Linked DNA regions of Danio rerio: region 2 is linked to region 1. A link is a contact called in public HiCAR-type data. All regions are on one chromosome and are shown on one strand. The core of a region is the stretch at or near the end of the contact, and the rest is flanking DNA. Distances in the headings are between cores, read along the strand shown.

Region 1 (7,379 bases), core at 2,523-5,022:
AGGCTTCATGAAACACTGAAACAGTCGAAGCAAATGTGTTGAAGCTTTGAACTTTGAGCAAATTAGGCAATGGAAGATTTTGTTTGACTAATGTATTCAGCATTGAACCCCACTGTTCACTGTTATGTTTTTACTGCAATAAGTTATCATTTTAAAAGTTACACTGCATTAGTTAACACAATTTAAGGGAATGTTTTTTATATATATATATTATGCAATAAATTATGAAATTATTTATAGCAACTTGTAATACAGGGCGATGCGGTGATGCAGGGGGTGGCACATTCGCCTCACAGCAAGAAGATTGCTAGTACAAGCCTTGGCTGGGTCAGTTGGCGTATCTGTGTGGAGTTTGCATGTTCTCCCCATGTTCGCGTGGGTTTCCTCTGGGTGCTCCGGTTTCCCCCACAAGCTCAAAGACATGTGGTATAGGTGAATTGGGTAGACTAAATTGTCAGGTGTGGATGTGTGTGAATGAGTGTGTGTGAATGTTTCCCAGTGATGGGTTGTGGCTGGAAGGGTATACGCTGCATAAAACATGTGCAGGATAAGTTGGCGGTTCATTTCGCTGTGGGGACCTCAGTTTAATAAAGGGACTAAGCCGAAAAGAAAATTAATGAATGAACTTGTAATACCATGTAATGTAATGCAGTTTGGTATATTTACCTCCGGTCCACGGCTCATAATAATATTTGTTTTTTTGCCATTTATTTGAAATAAGTTTGGGCACCCTGATTTAGCCAAAGTGATAAACTGCAAGCTTTACATGTTTATATTGGTTTATATATTATAAATGCTAATTTTGTCAATGTTTTGGAGCACATCAACATATAGATGTCCTTAAAACTAACAGACTGAAACTAACATCTAAGTTTTTATTTTTTTATTTTATGGGACCTTTAAAAATTTTAAATGAAAACATTTGAACTTCTGTCAACATATTACACAGTATTGTTCTATTTAGTTGTACCTATATTTATAAAAATTAGATTTTATTAAATACAGCATTAATTAACACTACTGACCCTTAAACCTTTGAATGATAGTGTGCATATTTCAAGTCAGTCTGTTTATATATATATATATATTTTTTTTCCCCCAATTTCTGAATGTTTTCAAAACATTTCTAAACATAATAGTTTTAAAAACTCACCTCTAATAACTGATTTATTTTACCTTTGCCATGATGACAGTACATAATATTTGACTAGATTTTTTCAAGACATTTCTATACAGCTTAAAGTGACATTTAAAGACTTAAACTAGGTTAATTAGGTTAACTAGGCAGGTTATGGTAATTAGGCAAGTTATTGTATAACAATTGTTTGTTCTGTAGACTATCAAAAAACAATTGCTTGAGGGGCTAATAATTTTGTCTTTAAAATTATATTATACAAAATGACACAAAATATTTTAAATTTTAAATTTTTATTTTTAACTTTTATTGTTGCCAAAATAAAACAAGTCAGACTTTCTCCAGAAGAATAAATATTATCAGACATACTGAGAAAATTTCCTTGTTCTGTTAAACATCATTTGAAGAAGTCAAGGTTTTAAAACTGCTTAAGTTTTCTGTTATAATGTTCCTAAGGTGTATTTATAAGGTTTTTCAATGTGTTTTTTAAAACGTTTTGCAAAAAAAATCTGTTTTTTGAAACTAATGAAGACAGCAGGTCAATGATTTATTTAAATTATTTATCCTGACATATTTACCGTTCCAAAATAATATGTTTCCTAAAATAAAATGTATTTTATTAAATGGGGCAAAAGGTTTTCTTACACAGACATTTAAAAATAACTTATTTGGTAGCAGTAATCACAATACCGTGATACTGTAAAACCATATTTTTATCCAAGATATTCATACCATCAGAAACTTATACCGGCCCATGCCTACCATGTAGTTTTTCTTTCCCTGCTCTATGCTCAATGAGCAAATGTGCAAATCTATCTATATAAATATACTTGAACACACATATAATATTTTCAGTGCTGCGTTGGAAACATTGAAAAGCTACATATCTAATCAAAAATACATTTCAACCAATCTTTGTCCACTACTCTGAAAAGAAGCTACAACAAAAAAAGATTTAAATTAAGTTATGTAATTTGTCACAAAGCATCGCTGTTCTCTTAGGTACAAACATTTATCTTCGGGTTTTTTTTTTGGCTGAGGGCTATTGTGATTTCAGATCTGCTCTCAAAGCATCAGCATAATTGGACCAAACATGCAATATAATGGAAAATTCTGCTGTCAGGCCACATTAATGTACGCATAACCTGTGGGATTCAGATGACATTTCACAGGTTCGACAATGCATACTTTTATTTTCTTCTTCCTCCTCATTATTGAAATGTCACCATACTGTGTTGGGCTATAATCTGACATCAGAAACCATTTGTCAGTGGAAAACTTATCACAAGTCAGCAGGCTCTTAAACAAATCCAACGGATTCAGTATGTCAATCAGACAAAGCGAGATTTTAGCTCAGGATGAGGCCTACCGCTGGGCTGAAGAGAGCATTCACAGGAGAAAAAAAAATCTCATTTTCAAGAGCTGCCTAGTTTTACACCACATATAATCTAGGTCAGTTATATTAGCCCTGGAGGTTAAGTCAAGCTCAGAGTGAAGCATGCTTTGCATGTCTGAACAGATGACATCATCACAATGGCTAAAAGGGTGATTCCAAACATCCCAGGGGTCTGAAACTAAGAAATAATAAAATGCATCCTGACCTACTGTATATGTATGCATATTAAATAGACATGATAACCCCATTCAGAGAAATCTTGGGATTTGTGCACGTGTAGATATAAAAATATTAGAATTGAAATCTATGTCTTTGTTCCTGCAACTAGAGCTCCATCCTGTTATAGAGCTGTCACATTAATAAACGAGGCAAGCCCAAGTTTCGATGAAAAATGAATGGATTCGTTATGATTAAAGACTGCATTATGAATATATGTCTATTTTCTGTACTCGCAGCACCTGTCCATAAGACTCACCTTTGTTTTATGGCTTTGTCTGTTAGTTCTGTAATGCCACGCCCTTCCATGTGCAAACGCAAAACCATAAAATCAGCATCGATTAAAAGTCAACACAAATAAAATAAAATAAATAAAAGATGACATGCTGAAGTTAATAAGCAAGCTATTTATTAGTCAACTATCGCGCTAAATGGACATGACAAATGGAGCGTGAAGAATACCGGTGCACGAGTGCTGCTGGAAAGAAAGAGCTGTCATTCCTGGCAACAAAGGATTGCAGGTTTTGAAAGCAGTGACAGTGTTTTGTGTCCTACCTCGCAGTCGTACAGATTCATTAACTGGCTAACTATCCACTCTTCCAAATTCAGCCTCCTCCTCAGCTCTTTTCTGTCATATTTAACGGTCACTCGTCCTTGCTTCTGTGGCACTTCTTCTTCGGTACCGGGAGGTGTTTGAAAATAGACCCGGGGTTGAGGTGTTGTTTCCGGACTCGTTACCGCTGCCATTGTCCCTAATAAAAAAGCTGAGGTGGATTTAATGGCTTGATTAATAAGAGCATCAATTCAAAAGACAGCTGGTCATGTGCACATCCATTGCATGTTGCTGAAAAAAAGTACCAGGCCCCCTTTTCTTAAATGGAACAGACCTTTAGTTTGCAAGGAGTCCGCCACGGTAGACTGAGATCGGGCATACAAAGAGCTTAGAAAACTGAAGAATTCATTAGACTAATTGTGTGGCCGCGGTTTATCAAAGTCCATCTTCCCCAAATCGCTCCATCAATTGTCACAGAACAGCTTGTGGGCGCCGCCAAGTGTCCGCGCTCAAATACCAGGGATGCCGCACATGAATCGGTCGTTCGAGTCGGTTCTTTTAAGTGGATCAGTTGAAGAGTTCACTAAAATGACTCAGAGTAGCAATCGTGAATAAAAGCTTGTTTCTGGATCTTATGTTCGTATTATAGTTCTGACTTAAAAACAAATTGTCACAAATAAATACATTTTCAAGTTTAAAATTCTCACATGATAAAATGACTAAGCCGGAGGAAAATGAATGAATGAATGTCACACTTTTGACTTTATCTCTAAGAAGTGTATCTCTAAGAACCTCAGCGCTCATATATTTATTTAATATAAAGAGGAAACTTAAATCTGATTATTTTTCCCCTCAACTTTTATATCTTCCAATGCCTTTATTTATTTATTTATATTTATTTATTTGTTTGTTTGTTTTATTTATTTAATGTTGCAGAAACAGCCACTACTACTAATTTATGCTACTTTAGGTGTATTTTACACTATTGCAGAAATAGCAATATGTTGCACCCTATTTTTGGAGACACTGCTCGCTCTGCAGTGAGCACCACTTTTATTTTTTTGCAGTCTATGCTTGCACCTAGGCCTAGACAGACACATTAATCTGAAGTAATGAAGAATCATTTGACTGTTTTACTAAAACTGTAAGCCATGCGTTGATGCCCATGCAGCGACCAGTAACATTAGAATTAAAACTTATTTCAGCAATCTTCTCTAATTGTTATTTAATGGAGAATGCATCAATATCACAAAAAAGGCATTTGAACCACTATTTTGAAAAGACCAGTTCAAAAGAACCGATTCGCGAAAGAGTCGGACCTCCATCACTAATATTACCACCTCTAATCGTTTCCTCAGTTTTTTATGTAGCTGTGTCTGTGGTTCTAAAGTTGATAGATTAATTATTAATATCGGTTTATATAAAGTCACATATAATTATGTCAAGTACAGTTACCTTATCATTATTGTTATGTTATGCATGTATAATAGATGCTGTCTGCGACCCCTCTTTTTTATGTGGACTCTTCCATCTAAACCAAATCTCCTTCGCTCTCACACTTACACTGTGCATTGCGCCTGTGCAAACCAAGTGACCCTCCGACTGTCTCATTTAATCGTAAAATCATCCAACGTTATGTAATTTATTCAACCACAATTGGTTCATTCACTTCAGTAAATAGCCATCATTTCTGCATCAGCTGAATTTGAATGGTTCAACAGCCCTCGGGCAATTTGATTGTCCATTTAGAATGTTCTTTTATGACTATTTTATTATTATGTTTATTTGATTGGGTTATATTTTACTGTTATGGTCATGCATGGCTACTGTAATTCCTTTTTGACGTTAAGCACCATAACTGTGTTTAGTGAAGTGACTACATTTAAATGTATAAAATTAAGTTTAAAAATGTGAAAATACTTAAGGGCGTGGTAAAATTGCTAATGTTTATGCTAATCCTTACTAATGTATTCAATTGAATGAATGTTTAGTCGGTCAAACGTGCAGCGAAATTAGCAGGCTGTAATTGTTATAGCCAACCTAATTTTTTTAAATTTTATTTTTTCTAAATTATGAGATAAAAAAAAAAAAAGAGTATTAATATTTCAATAGGTCAGTATACCTGTACATTATAGTGGAAATCTAGAAGATAAATAAGATGACTAAAATATACTGTCTGTCCTAAAATAAACAATGGGACTTAAGGCTGAAATGTGCACATTTTTGGTAAAGCACTTCAAATCAAACATACATCAATCATTTTTTTTAAGCTGTGTTTTGTTTATTTGTTGTTTAAATTATCTTCAGGCAGTGGTAAATGTTTTAAAGTGTAAATTACGAAATATTCTAATAGAGTCTGTATTTTTAATTGTGGCTGTGTCATTCCAACTAATGTGTTATGAATAATTGTGCCATGCACAACCTCTGATGCCTTCCTGTTTCTGAGCAAAGAGATAAAAGTATCACGGTTTGCTAAACTTTCAGCATTGAACACATATTTGCACAATTTCCTTTCTAAATGCAGAACATGTCAGGATGGTAAAAGCTGATTTTGGGGGCAATTAACCTTTTTCATTTACTGTTACGTGGCTTCACTTTGTTATTTAACTATTATATTTAAATTAATCATTTGATACAATATAATTATTGTGTGGGTAGTGCGGTTGCGTAGTGGGCTGTCGCCTCACAGCAGTGTATGTGTGTGAATGAGAGTTTATGGATGTTTTCCAGTGATGTGTTGCAGCTGGAAGGGAAACCTCGGCATAAAACATACAGTATGCTGGATAAGTTGGCGGTTCATTCCGCTGTGGCGACCCCAGATTAATAAAGGGATTAAGCAGAAAAGAAATAAAATGAATAAATATTTTGTTTTTTGTTGTACTTAAAAGAAAAAGCTAATACATTTGATGATGCATTATTACATACTATTAAGCCTTTTCTAAACTTGAGTTATTTTAATATTATCTTACTGTCATATGATCTTCAAAAAGCTGAAATAAACAGAGACCTCCTCAAATAGATGGAGTAATCCTGTTTTTGTTATTTTTTGTGAAAGGAAAAGGTCACTTATGCTCACTAAAACTTGAATTGATTACAGTTAAATATAATTAAATATTGTCAGATGTCACATATTAAAATTACTGTTTTGTAATAAAGCTGAATGCAATTCATTCATGTGATGCAAAGCTCAACTTTCATTGTAACATATTGATTTTCTGTTCAATAATTCTTATTGAAAACTGCTCAATTTGTTTTTGTAAACACAGTGCTCAGCATATGAGCTTAGCATTTATGAGTAAACCCCTCACAAATCTCTCTTTTAAATTCATATTTTTAATAGGATGCTATACAATATTATATTTGTGTATATACATTAGTCAGTACTGAAGCCATCTGGAGCTTCTAACAAAATAACTTACGATAACGGTCCAAAAACTAGTACACCCACATTTATGTTATTAATTGTATTATCTTTCAATTTCTAATTATGTTTGTTGACAAATAAAATTTTAATAATAATAAATATATCTGTTTTTTTTTATTTAACCAAAATACATACAAATTTATATGTTATAAAAAATATTAAATACAAATTTAAAAAAAGAGGAAAAATTCAAAGAAGCAAAAAAAGTGTTGTTGAAAGAGTGTAAATTGTAAAATGTTTTTGCTATATTTTGCTTGAATTTAAATGTGTTATCTTTTCATTTTAAAAGATGTTTAATAACTAAAGTATTATTTTAATAAATCAATCTGTTAAATAAATTGGTTTGTGTAAATGCACCAAAATGCATTGCCTATGTTCACTGAGAAAGGATAAAAATAATCATTTTCAAAATAGGGTGTACTTATTTATTCTAAACACCGTATGAACACACCTCTCAGAAATCTATCTTTCAAATGAATATTTTCTATAAGATGCTATACGAAATTATGTTTGTGCACATACATTAGATTAGTCAGTATTAATGCCAAATCTGGAGCCTATCTAACAAAATAACTTACAACAACCGTCCAAAACACATGTATATGTTAGCGGAAAATATTGAATAAATTTCTTTTTTTTTTTTACAAAAAAAAAA
Region 2 (7,379 bases), core at 3,167-5,666, 160 kb after region 1:
ATTAAACAGCATTAATTGTCTTGGGATTTCTCAAGCTGTAGCACGGGTCTTTAAATGTGACCAAAAATCTGTTCTTCAAACTGTAAAAGCTTTTCAATCAAATGCAACCATGCACTTAACAGAGTTATAAGCCCAACGCTCTTAAGTGTCACTTAGACATGAAATAATTAAAAAGCTTCAGAGTCTAAAAAGTCTTCAGCATGTCTAAAATACAGAAGATTCAGGCATCGCTGTGGGAGTGAAAAACCTTCACAATGCAAAGAAGTCAAATATATTTGCATGCCACAATTCTTTGAAGAAGATTCCTATACAGATAGGAGTTTTTTTTATCCCAAGTCAATGCATCTGGAAGCTGAGGGCTTCCTGGCTTACATGGCACAGGATACTGGCGTATCACAATCTATGTTTATCTGAAACAGGTGGGCTGCCTCTGTAGTGAAGAGTAGGAGAGCGTTTCCATGAGAACTGTGACTGCTAAGTATTCATAGCCAGTATGAAAACTATGTGGCGCGTACTACTAGTTATGCAGGTCCAGAACAAAACATTTAAGATCTGCATACGTACAGAACACCAACTTAATCGACCCATTACTACAAGAGTGAAATCAATCTTACCTGCTCTGACAGACAGGCGTACGTTAACAGAGGTTCATTGTGTTGGGTAGCTCCTGTATGGGCTGTGAGAAATTTGACAAGCAAGTTTGTACCTGAAACCAATAATGTGGTATTAAATTAAGAATATTTATTTTTTTCTTGAAGGAATGCGTGATATGTGAACGTGGAAGTTTCGTTTCATAAAATCGACAGACAGCAAATAACGTGAAAACATGGAGGCTGCGGTCTTATTACTCGTTTGTTGCAATCAATTCGCTTTCTTTCTGTATATGAAACCGCAAACCTATTCCTTGCATTGCGATGTGTTGTAGTGAGTAAATGGGTACTTACAATGAAGGTGTGTGGATTCCGGTGGACACTCGGCTGTTGACTTGCTGTAGTTGGGTTTAATTCACAGTGAATGAGCGCGGCGCGCGCGGCTTATGTCTCCATGGAGCAGCGGTGATGCGCGCGAGCTGTGCAGCGGCGCCGTTCTTGATTTGACAGTTCAAACAATACAAACAACTGATAAAAACACGCACAATCCAAAAGGGTTGTAGACTTGAGGCGAAGCTGATTTAACAAAGCCCGTCCCGTCTTCAAGAAGGTACCTGAATTAGCTCATTCATATAATTCCAAACACTAGAAAAATGCCTGCTTCTAATGGAATTTTCGGAGAAGAAAAGAATGAATGCTAAAAATTGCGTTTTACAGACTTACAGATTGAATAAAGAAATAAAGAAAGCGTATAAAAAGATTGACGAGAGCCGCACGTGGACGTGTGGAGCCAGAGGGAGTGAATGAGAAGATGCTAACTATACACTCGCATCAGCATCAGCCTCGCCATGAGGATGGAGGAGACGGGCGGAGTATGTTGGGAAAGGCAATATGGAAATGAGCACTCTGGTTCTAATTTCGGCGAATGGGATTGTGCAGAAAACCAAGACAGGGTGCTAAAATCGGCGTTTGTTTTTCCAGCGGTGTGGACTGCAGAAAGAGGGGAGGGGACATTTTTGTATACAGCGCGTGCAGGTTTGCCGGAGTGTGGCTGGCAGGCTGACAGCCAAAACCGGACGACAATGTATCAAATTGGCACTAATGTTGCATAGACATATCAGACATGCTAATTATCTTGGCTAAAGTGTGAAAACACGTGTACGTCAGAGAGACTAAATCAATTGTGTACACTCCTCTGACCCCTCTACCGGCGACCATGACACTGATTCAATAATGACACTTAGCAAACAGTAGTGGTCTAAAGGTGAACAGCAGTTTTATTGAATATTTTGTTAACTAGTTAGCAGAATTTCTTCTGATGACTTATGCTTTAATTAATAACGTTGCCATGAAAACATTTACGAACATGTAATCTTTCATACGCTGATAAATGATTGTTTAAAAGCTTTGTTGAATTATTCTACTGGTAGTTTACAAAAAAAAAAAAAAACTGAAGTTAAATTTATTGTAAGTAATTGGTTGAGGAATTCCATTCCTCTTTTAAAAAAAAAATCAATTACAATCTTAAATTTGATTGATTTTGGGTGAAACTCTTGGCTAATTCTTAAGCATTAATAGCACTTTTCAACTTTTTTCTTTCAGTCTAACTTTTATTTTCAAGCCAAAATGTGTATTAAAATTTGCCACCAACATGGAGTAGAGAGTAAAATGTCGATAAATTATATTCAGCATAATCTTGATTCAAATGAGAGATGTAAATTGTAATATGGCATGATATGCTGCTTAATTTAAGCTATTGGACTTACTAGATTTGACTGCATTGCAATCATGATGCAGTGATTTCTAACAGTTTCTGCAGTTTAAACCGAGCATCAGAATGGGGAAGAAAGGTAATTTAAGTTACTTTGTCCGCAGCATGGTTGTTGGTGCCAGACGGGCTGGTCTGAGTATTTCAGAAACTGTGGATCTACAGGGATTTTAATGCATGACCATCTCTAGGGTTTAGAGTGAATGGTCAAAAAGACAAAATATCCAGTGAGTGGCAGTTCTGAGGGCGCAAATGCCTTGATGATGCCAGAGGTCAGAGAATAGCCAGACTGGTTCGAGCTGATAGAAGGCAACAGTAACTCAAATAACCACTCGTTACAATCAGTATGCAGAAGAGCATCTCTGAACAGACAACATTAAACCTTAAGGCGGATGGGCTACAGCAGCAGAAAACCACAACAGGTGCCACTCCTGTCAGAAGAGGAAACTGAGGCTACAATTCACACAGGCTCACCAAGGAGACTATAAAGGATTGGAAAAAATATTGCCTGGTCTGATGAGTCTCAATTTCTGCTGCAACATTTGGATTGTAGGGTCAGATTTTGGTTTTAACAACAAAAATGCATGAATCCATCCTGCATTGTATCAACAGTTTAGGTTGATGGTGTGATGAGACATATTTGCTTGGCACACTTTGGGTCCATTAGTACCAAATGAGCATCATGTCTACATCCCTGAGCTTCCTGAACCATGTCCATCCCTTTGTGACCAGTGTAACCATCTTCTGATGGCTATTTCCAGCAGGATTACGCACCATGTTATAAAGCACGAATCATCTCAGACTGGTTTGTTGAACATGAAAACAAGTTCACTCAAATGGTCTCCCCAGTCAACAGATCTCCAAAAGAGCACCTTTGAGATGTGGTAGAAAGGGAGATTCACATAATGAATGTGCAGCCAACAAATCTGCAGCAACTGCGTGATGCTGTCATGTCATTATGGACCAAAATCTCTGAGGAGAATTTTTCATACCTTCTATGCTACGAAGGATTAAGTCAGTTCTGCAGACAAAATGGGGTCTAACCCAGTATTAGTAATGTGTACCTAATAAAGTGGCCAGTGAGTGTGCGCTTATAATTTATAAAACTATATATAACATATTAAAATACTCCGAATATAATTTATACAAAACATAAAGACATATTCTAACTATGTTCTTCCTATAAATATTCTACAGTAAATTCACCTTGGAAAAGTGAATTCCCAATTTTCCCTATCCACACAAAACAACAAAATGCTTATTTAGATCTATGCATTTATGTTTTAAAAGACCCATAGGCCTACTCTAAGATTAAGAATTGCTCATTCATGTGTAATAACAACATCTGAACATCTGTTATAAGGAATAACATAAAACATCAATCTATCTCTTAATTTTGTTGTCTTTGTTAAAAGATACAAAAAGAAAAGTACAGCAGCAAATGTACAGATGTACAGACACTTGACACTGTAAAAAGAAAGAATCTAACATTATACACTAACAGGTCCTATTAACCTATATATTCTGCAGGCATGAGTCATAATATACCCATCCACACAGACCTCTCCTGCCATCTACAGTTCAATCGGTGAAGTTGCGCCTAATGTGCCCAGGTTACCTAAGCAAACCTATCAACTATCAGTGTTGGCATCAAATTGGTTCGTTAGAGAGCTGATAATTTAAGACAAAAAAAGATATTTCAAAAACACTAAATCACAGCTGACCAGATGAGGAGAAAAAGTACAAGATAAGATTGATTTATCACGCTGAGTGCAACACTTAAATAAATGACGCTATTTTGAAATCCAATGAAGTGTTTATTTTGCACATTTGTGGTGTCCCGAAAGCGCGCGCCGTGTATCTTCACATGCTTCCGCGAGACTGGAGCCCGGATGAGGTAAACAAGTCACGGGACAGCCAAGGCTCGCGAAGCCCTATCGCAACAGTGACGTTACATCACCAAGCGCCCAAAACACCCTAGCAGCGGGCTCCGATTGGCTGATGGAAGAAGCCGAACGCCGTCTGATTGGCTAAGAGCCGGCCACTACTGTAAACGGCGACGGACAACAACAATATCCGAGCCGAAATGAGATCATACGCACCGTAGTGATAACAACAACCGGACTGGAAATTTGGCACGCTACTGCTTGCGGCGAGACGACAATCACTCCGACTAAATGTCACGAAAAACGGGATCATTTTTCCATTATTTCTGGCCGTTTTCTGATGACTCGCGTGACTCAACCTTAGATATATGAAAGTTATATGAAGTGGCAATTACAGCTATTGTTGATGTTTGGGTGTGTCACATGCCATGAGGCAATCAATATACGTTGAGAACTGGAGAAGCAACTCGTAATCGTACAGAAGTTAAGACGGAATAACATCTAGTTGCCACTACAAATAAGAGTCTAGGAGACGAACATACACACCTATTGTCCTGGAATTCGTCTCGATCCACAGGTATGTATTGGGGAAAACATCGTTAAGTAGTGTAATTTGTTTTTAATTGACTACATTTTGACCATGTGATACAAAAAGTATCTGGTTATTGATTATTTGAATCCCAATGTCAATATTCTCTAACTACTCTCTTAATACCAGCACAATGGAGAACACCTCACATGACCATCAAGATGATTCCAGCACCTTGGATGAAAAAGAGAGATCACATCTGAAAGGGACAATCAAGAACCATGGACAACATCAGGATCGAACATCGGCCAACATTTCTCCTCAAGGTGAGAACTTAAAAACACTACACTTACTAATAAATAGGTCAGTGTTGGGTGATGTATCATAGATTGACCTAGAAATATTTGCTGTCACATGCTTTTGCAGGGCGTGTGCGGCTCTATTCGGAATCTCAAGTGTATACAGTCAGCCGCTGGCAGGACACAGAGACCCAGGATGGAGCATCGATGGAGGAGAACGGAGATGGACTTCCATTCAGGGGTCGTTCTCAATCAGCACCTGCTGCACTGTGGAAAGCAAAAAAGTATGGCCGTCAGTTGAGGAGAATGAGCGATGAATTCGACACATGGCTCGATAAAGGGGTGAGTAAGACACGCAGAATGAATTTCATTGCTCACTAGTGGTATTAATATCAAATATTAAGTTGCTTTATTTTTTCTAGGAGGTCAAGAGAGCGAACAGCCAGAAACAGACCTACCGAGGATGGTTTTCGTTCCTCTGGAGTCCCAAAGAAGAAGAGGGCAGAGAATGAAGAAGTCCTGCTTTAAGCACCAGGATAACAGTTAGTAGAGAGAAGCTGCTCTCAGATGAAGGCTGGTCTGATCACCATCATGGCCTTTTTGTAATCAATGTGCTCAAGCTATTGCAAAAAAAAACAATCTGAGAGAGTGGTAAAAGTGTCGTATCGTAATTTACCACTGCAATAACGTACGTTTAATTAAAAGAATTCAGTGTTATTTCAATTTAACAATCTTAAAATGGACAATCTCTCCTAAAAAGTTACAATTCATTGGACAATCTTTTAAAATACAGATTTTAAAAAATGAATTCTCTATTAAAAATTATTTATTGATATTTATTAAGTTAATATTTGGCAAAGAAATGTGTTATATGATGTATTTTATAGATGGATATATAGATGTGCGTTTTTGTTGTGCTAAAAGGCTGGAGCGGTTGTTTGCAAATTGTAAATATATTTCAAGGACTGTGAATTTGGGTAAAGTAAGTAAGTTGGTAATGAAGTACAGGTTAGTGACGGTAACAATAATACGGGTAATTTCAGTTCATTCTACATCTCAGGTTTGTTTGTTTATGCCAAACTGTTGTGGTGAATTACTAGTAAGAGTGAATGAAATCAGTTGTTCTGCTGTCTTTTACGCTGGATATGCCATCCAGAAAACTGAACGTTTTAATTGATACTTTCATAGCTTTTGTAATTCATCACTGCCTTTCTTGTACATATTTTTTTAAATTGTAAAGTTGTCTGTTGTCGCTATTGGATTTTCTTTCTCTTTTATAGCCCATCTGCTGGTCTTGTATGTAAAACAACATTAAATTCTGCCAAACTTGTGGGAATACAAATATGTGCAGATGGACAACACAAGTGCCGTTTCTGTACATGCAGCCTTGCAGATGCTTTATGTGCTCCGTTGCTTTTTTACACTCTTTGTACATATTTATACTTGTTGACATAGATTGAGTAATGGATGAATTGTTTAAATACTTTTTAAAACAATCAAGTTTTTATCTTTTTTCTATAATTTTGTTGTCAAAATAAAAATTTTATGGCTGAAGGCGGTGTTATTATTGGGTCAATATTTGAACGGGTTACAACCTCAATCAATCAAGCCATAAGAATGAATTAAAAATTCCATTAATCATTCAATGAAATTATAAACTGTAATGTCAATAGTATGTAGTTCCAGACATTTAGGCTAGACAACGGGTGCCCGATCCTGTTCCTGGAGATCTACTGCAGTTTAGCTCCAACCCTGATCAAAAGCATAGACTTCCATTTATACGCACCAAATCCATCAGACTGGAAATGCAAGCTTGTACGACAAGTTTCACAGTTCGCTGCGTTGCAAAGTTCAAGCTTGGTGAACTTTGACCTGTGAAATCACATTACTTGACTGCCAATCAACCAATCGAGGATCAAAACATGACCTTTCTGGACAGAAATTTTAAACATGGACCAATTGTTTGCTTTATAAATTGTCTCATCATCTTGTTTAATCCCACCCCTTTTCGCAGAGCCGTACTAGATTTTCGCATTCTCAAACTCTAGTGTGACCGCAGCTTAAGTAGTACCTAAAGAAGCACCTGGTAATTAGACAGGTGCATTTGATCAAGGTTGCACCTGAACTCTGTAAGAAGGTAGATCTCCAGTAACAGGATTGCGCACCACCGCAAAGGAGGTGATAACGTAGAGCTGGGGTGACCAACCCTGTTACTGGAGATCTTCTTTCCAGATCTTTTCCAGATTTCAGTTGCAACCTATATCAAACACACCTGCCTGTAATTATCAAGTGCCATTCGGGTGTTAA

The links. HiCAR-type assays count read pairs that join an accessible place to other places.
Region 2: a contact with region 1 is called in a HiCAR-type map of caudal fin, with 12 times the contacts expected there. The contact joins the promoter of bada here to the promoter of ppp1r14ba in region 1. A contact is called at or near these places in 8 of 18 Hi-C or Micro-C datasets (caudal fin, embryo, hematopoietic stem cells and 2 more) and 2 of 4 datasets of contacts at active chromatin or transcription factors (caudal fin and embryo).

The regions. Positions count from the first base shown.
Region 1 is chr21:30,076,328-30,083,706 of GRCz12tu, forward strand. It overlaps ppp1r14ba (protein phosphatase 1, regulatory (inhibitor) subunit 14Ba), which reads right to left and starts at 3,773. Exons shown (of 5, transcript NM_001045853.1): 1 at 3,635-3,773; 2 at 3,303-3,499. The coding sequence starts at 3,494.
Region 2 is chr21:30,234,846-30,242,224 of GRCz12tu, forward strand. bada (BCL2 associated agonist of cell death a) reads left to right here and starts at 4,417. Exons shown (of 4, transcript XM_005161365.6): 1 at 4,417-4,821; 2 at 4,963-5,099; 3 at 5,200-5,414; 4 at 5,498-6,626. The coding sequence starts at 4,967. The coding sequence ends at 5,584. It also overlaps a transcript of slc8a4a not described here.